Regions from separate parts of the Rattus norvegicus genome. Here region 1 is linked to region 2. A link is a contact called in public Hi-C data. All regions are on one chromosome and are shown on one strand. The core of a region is the stretch at or near the end of the contact, and the rest is flanking DNA. Distances in the headings are between cores, read along the strand shown. Region 1 has its middle 30 kb from the start of Sh3pxd2b. Region 2 has its middle 48 kb from the start of Neurl1b.

Region 1 (2,775 bases), core at 133-2,632, 56 kb before region 2:
GTGGAGACCACAGTTGCACTGGCTTTTGAGTGCTGGCCCTGGGAAACACTTCCTGGGATCACTCAACCAACCCTATATGATGTCCTTAGTTCCTCTTAAATGAATATGCATTTTCACAGTACGGAGTCCTTTAGGGGTGTGTCATACCCTTAGGGCACCTTTCTTGTCACCAGGGTCTGCTTCTCTTTAATGCTACTTACTCATCTCCTTAACAGTCACACCCAATCCTCCTTCCCTGAAACTTTTTTTTTTTTTTTTCGGAGCTGAGGATCGAACCCAGGGCCTTGCGCTTGCTAGGCCCTTCCCTGAAACTTAATCTTACCTGCACATCCTTTTAACCAAACATCATCTTCTCTTTCGGGTACACCTTTTTCTCTCTCACTGGGGGCCTCAGTGAGAGCTGTAAGCAATGACCTTGCCACAGCCTGAATGATCTCCTGAATGGTCTCCTGTCTGGAGATTTCCTCTGCCAGACACAGCAGCCTGTTCTCCTTAAATAAAACCCCACTCATGTTCTCAGGACGTAGGCAGAATGCAGTCAGAATACCACACAATGTCCCTCAACTCACTTCCTGAGAGAGCCTTTCCCCCAAAGCCTTGCTGGCTCTCTACTGTTCACGTTTCTCTGCATCCTTGTCTTTCAGGCTCCTATCAAAATGTCTCCATTAGTCTGTGCTTACGGTGTCCCAGGGACTTTCTAGGATAACATTCTAGGCTTTTCCATATGTCTCCCACAAACCAATTCAAAAGATCTAAGAACCACACGGTTGGGTTTCTCACAGCAGCACCAGCACCTCCTGATGTCCACTTTCCCATCCTGCCCCAGGTACCAATTTTCAATACTAGTCACTGTTGCTGTAACAACCGGGTACAAGCAACTTAAGGAACAGTTTACTATGGCTCATAGCTCTATGGAGTACAGTCCATCATGGTGGGAAGGTACGGTGGCAGAAGAGGAGGTGGTCATATTGTATAGACATTCTGGAAGCAGAGAGAGCTTGTGCTCAGCCGCCTTTCTGTTTATGTAGTCCAGGATTCCAGAACGGAATTGTTCTCCCATCATTCAACGCGGCTCTCCCATCAGATCCAGGACCGCTCGTGGCTCCAGGTCAGCTCTTGCCACATCTTTGTCCTCCCTCACGTGGCATAGGAATCTCTCCTGGCATGCAAGAAGCTACCCGAGGGCAGTGAGATGCCTTCTACAGTCCCGCCAGAGTGCCACTGTGTCTGAACTGACCCCCGGCAATTACACGGATCTGAGTGCGGCCCTACAAATAGACATTTAACAAACATTTGGTTGTGCAAAGGCATGGTGATGTTGGAGGTGCTGACGATACTGGAGTAGCCTTGCACATACCTGCAGTGACCTGCAGAGGGCGCGCTGGAGACCGCCTGCCTGGTAGTCATAAACAGCTGAGAGAGGGCCCCAAGGTGGCACCACTGTCTTTACAATAAGAGCTGAGCTTACTATTTTCTTATACTCTAGATCCTCCACCCTGCAGTGTGGTTCGAGGCTCTCAGCAGATGCCTTAGCCCTCCTACCCTCCAGCACTGCGGGCCGAATCAGTTCTACAGTTCATCCATCCCCCAGTCTCAGGACAGAAAGGTGCTTTGTGATGTTAAATGGTCTCATGGATGGGAGGTGCTTGCTTGAGATTGCCTGGTGTTGTTACCTATGGGAAGCAGAGCTAGCGTCCTTTCCCACAGGGCAGTGTGGGGAGGGGAGGGCTTGCTGTCCCCAGTTTAGGCTTCTAACCCATGCCTGTGAAGGGAACGTTTGGTGCAGATCATCTATTCCCTGCATGAGCTCCTGGTGTGAGAGTTGATTGACAGATTGCTATGTCTGAGGATTGGTGACAGTGTCCTGAGTCCATTGTCTCAGTTTCCAGACAGTTCCAGACAAAACCAAACGCAGCTGCTTTCAGAGGCACACAGGAGAGAGACGGGCTGCTATTTTAAGACAGCCACCGAGCTCTTTTTCGCAGCCCTAGAAGCAGCAGAGCAGACCACAGGGAGGCGGGGAGGGGGTGAGTCACAAAGGATCAGGGGGGGGGGGCTTTGGAGGTGGAGCAGAGGAGGCCCGCCTAGGCTGATGGACAGACAGTTCAGGGTACACCAGCGCCTGCCCATGTCCTTTAGGGGATGCCTCCATGCCACTGGTGGGGAAACTGAGGCAGGGATGTTTACAAGCAGGGAGTGTGTGGAGCAGATCCTCAGGTACCCAAGTTATGACTCCATCTCCACAGCTTAACCGGTCAATAAAAGGCTGGAGCCTGTGATTGGGCAGGGGAGGGACGAGGGTAGGACTGGAGGTTTGAGAAGGGAGTTGCAGGTAGAGAGAGAGAAAGGAGGAGAGGAAGACTGAGGAGGAGGAAGCCACCATAGACCAGAACCGTGTGGGCAGGAGAAACGTCGAGTAATGGGGGTGTTGTAGCTGGGGATTGAGTGAGGACAGCCCTAGCCCTGCCCAATCCAGGCATAGGATCATCAATAAAATATCTGGATTGCGCGTCTTTTATACAGGCTTGTTAGGATTGTAAATCATTACTTCAGAAGGCTTTCCTCTGTAAGTGACAGGGGATTATGTTGGAAAAAGAAAAGCGAATTGTAGACACATGTATACATACAGCAGGTATTTAAAAAAACAAAAACTATGGCTGAGGAACCCGAGTTTGAACACCTAGAACCCGTGTCCAAAAGTCAGGCGTGGTGGCTGATACTGTCAAAGCTGGGCAATCAGACTGGAAGATCCCTGGAGCTCAGACAGACAGACAG
Region 2 (2,756 bases), core at 239-2,738:
TTCAAAGCTGGCCACCCTCCCCGTCAGTACAGGGAAGCTTCTACCCTTCGAAGGACCTCACCTCTAGACCAGCTCTGCTTGGGGTCTGCAGTGTGATCTATGTGGTCTGTTCCCCAGGGGCATGTGACTGCTTTCCAAGGAGCACACAGAGCAGACAACCTGTCCTACATTCAAAGGCTTGGGCTAGACTCATCCCCCTTTCTTTCCCTTGCCCTCCTCTGGCAGAGAACACAGTAAGAGCTTGCACTAGGTGCTTGGCTGGGCCAAAGGAAGTCAACTTAAATCAACTGGCTGCCTCTACCTGCAGGCCCAAGGGCTACCTGAGGAGAACCTTTACCCACAAGCTAGTCCTTCTCTCCACCTGTCAGCATGGCCTGAGACAGGGGCATGAGGGTCAGGGTGGGTGTTTAGGGTTGGACTTGCTCTGCATTCCCAGCATCCATGAGGCTCTGCCAAATCAGAGGTAAAATGACACACAGAAACCATGGGCTAAGTCACCAGACTTCCAAGCCTTGTGAACCCTGTTCTGAGGGTGCTCCTTCCTCCCGGTAGGACACCTCCTGTGTGACAGGAACACAGAAGCCAGAAGGGCTGGCTGGTGACTTTGCCCAAGACCGATGCCTTCAGGAGTGTTGGGAGGCTTTATCTGATGCTTCAGAGAGACAGTGAATGTCAGCTCAGAGTGACACCTATCCAAATACAACCCAGCTTGGGAGGTATGATCCTGTGGCCTGGGATTAGGTTGATGGCCATCCAGAGAAGAAGGCCCTTGACTAAGCCTCGGAGGAGTCGAAAGCATGAAGATGTTCCCACACAACTTCGTCATCCAGGGTCCCATTAGAGCGTGCATTTTCAGAGACCGGAGATGCTGAGCTCAAAGACACACAGCCCCAGCTATCTGCACTGACGACAGGGCTGCTACCTCCTAGCCATGGAAACCATCGAGTGTGTCTCACAAGGCCTCCAAGAGAGCCAGCGTTCAGAAGCTACACTGACTTGCCGGTGAGCGGCCGAGTAGACCACAGGCGAGCAGCCTCTGTAGGCTGAGAACACCAGAAACCTTCACTCCTTAACAGAAAGCCTTCTTCTTTTAAAATCACAACTGTACATGCTACAGGCTCATTTCCAGATCCTACAGCTCAGGAGACAGTGTGTGCTCCCTTCCCCTCTGTGGTTGGCAGGGCCCACGATGTTTCTGCTTCCTCGGGGCCCCTAGGACGGATGGTTGCATGACAACAGAACACTACCCATCACCAGCTTAGACTGGGGCTCCCAGCTACTTGCTCTCCCCAAGGAAAGAGAGCAGAGGAACGCTTGGAGAATCTGCTAGTGGGCAGGGAGAGGCAAGGAGACAGACAAGGGAGACCCTGCTCCAGAGTCCTACTACTTCCTCCAGGTCTGCAATGTCCTTCGATGTGGACAGGGCACCCTGTTGCTCATGTGACCGAGACTCCAGGGACTTTCTGTTGCTGACACTGGAGATATGGGGACATAGCCCTGAATTGATAGCCCTGGCTGGACTGTTTCTCTTTCAGGCTCTGGGGCGGTGGGGGCAGGAGGCTGAGCACAGCGCCTAGCTGGAGTCGGCTTGGCATCTGGTCTGATCCAGCTGTTGATTTTGGCTCCGTATCCAAGACTCCTGAGCCCTAATTATTCACCGTCTTGGGAGCCTGGCAGGAAGCCTGAGAAGGGAGAAGCTGGGTCGGTTCACATCTGATAAAGAGACAGAGGCGGCAGAGCGGGACCCAGAGGCCTGGATGAAAGGAGCTGAGTCTTCTGCCTGTTGTTGGTTTGACTGAGATAGAATCTGCATACAATAAAATTCACAGTTTGGATAAAACCACCCATAAACCCATAACCCATAAAACCACACCACAATCAAGATGCAAAACATTTCCAGTAAAGTTTGCTCCTGCCTGGATCCGCTGGCTCCCACCTGCCCGCCCTTCCCACACACCGCCTCCCTGCTTGGAACTTTACTGAATGGGCTGGGTAGCTGGGACCAGCGATTGTGCCAGAGGATTGTCACGGGACCTCTGGGAGACGTCTGAGTTGTTTACGGATCTGAAGTCTGTTCCTTCTCATCGTTGAGTTGTATTCCGCTTGCATGGGTGTGATTAATCCGTTCATTTATCAATAACGTTCTAGGTTATTTAGGTAAACATGAATTCCCCCTTCTCTCTGGTAGATAGCAGGGAGCAGAGTCACTGGGGTTCATAAGCACGTGCTTAGTCGTATAAACCAGGGCATGCAGGTTTCTTTCTCCTCAGTAGCATTGAGTGTGGTGGAAGTTAGGACATCCTCAGGGGCCCTGAGCTATGCACAACAGTATCTCACTGTGGGTTCTGTGCATGCTTCTCTGGTAATTAAAATTGTTGAACACCTTTTAATAAGTTGGTGCCTTTTACATGATTTTGAACTCAAGACTCACGAGTCCTGAATGAGGTATTCAGCCTTTCCCGGAAGAGATTGTAGACACCCCTGCGGACATCTCATGTCCTGGATGACATGAGTAAACTGCATAGGACACTCACTTAAAAGGAACACAGAAACATCTTGTGGGAGATTCTGGAAGCCCACCTAGACCCAGCAGGCCCCTCACAGGTCTTTCTTCAGAACATTTCAGACAGGTCCCTGTGGAAAACGTGTCTCACACACTGCTGTGACTCTCGGTCATTCTCCAGGATGCCTTTCCAGGCACCAGACTCCCAAGGCCTTTCTGTGTAACTCTGGGTGGGTTAACCTCGGCCCTGTTG

Evidence for each region. A called contact is a pair of places that touch in the nucleus more often than the background predicts.
Region 1: a contact with region 2 is called in a Hi-C map of frontal cortex, with 2.8 times the contacts expected there. The contact joins two enhancer-like sites. A contact is called at or near these places in 11 of 12 Hi-C or Micro-C datasets (the A7r5 cell line, the Rat2 cell line, Schwann cells and 7 more).

What each region holds. Positions count from the first base shown.
Region 1 is chr10:17,391,533-17,394,307 of GRCr8, reverse strand. No RefSeq gene overlaps it. Among named protein-coding and RNA genes, the nearest start is that of Sh3pxd2b, 30 kb to the left of the region's middle. Within about 2 kb of position 1,382, at least 12 of the 93 cell types and tissues checked have an H3K27ac peak or open chromatin away from gene starts, as enhancers often do.
Region 2 is chr10:17,335,678-17,338,433 of GRCr8, reverse strand. No RefSeq gene overlaps it. Among named protein-coding and RNA genes, the nearest start is that of Neurl1b, 48 kb to the right of the region's middle. Within about 2 kb of position 1,488, at least 12 of the 93 cell types and tissues checked have an H3K27ac peak or open chromatin away from gene starts, as enhancers often do.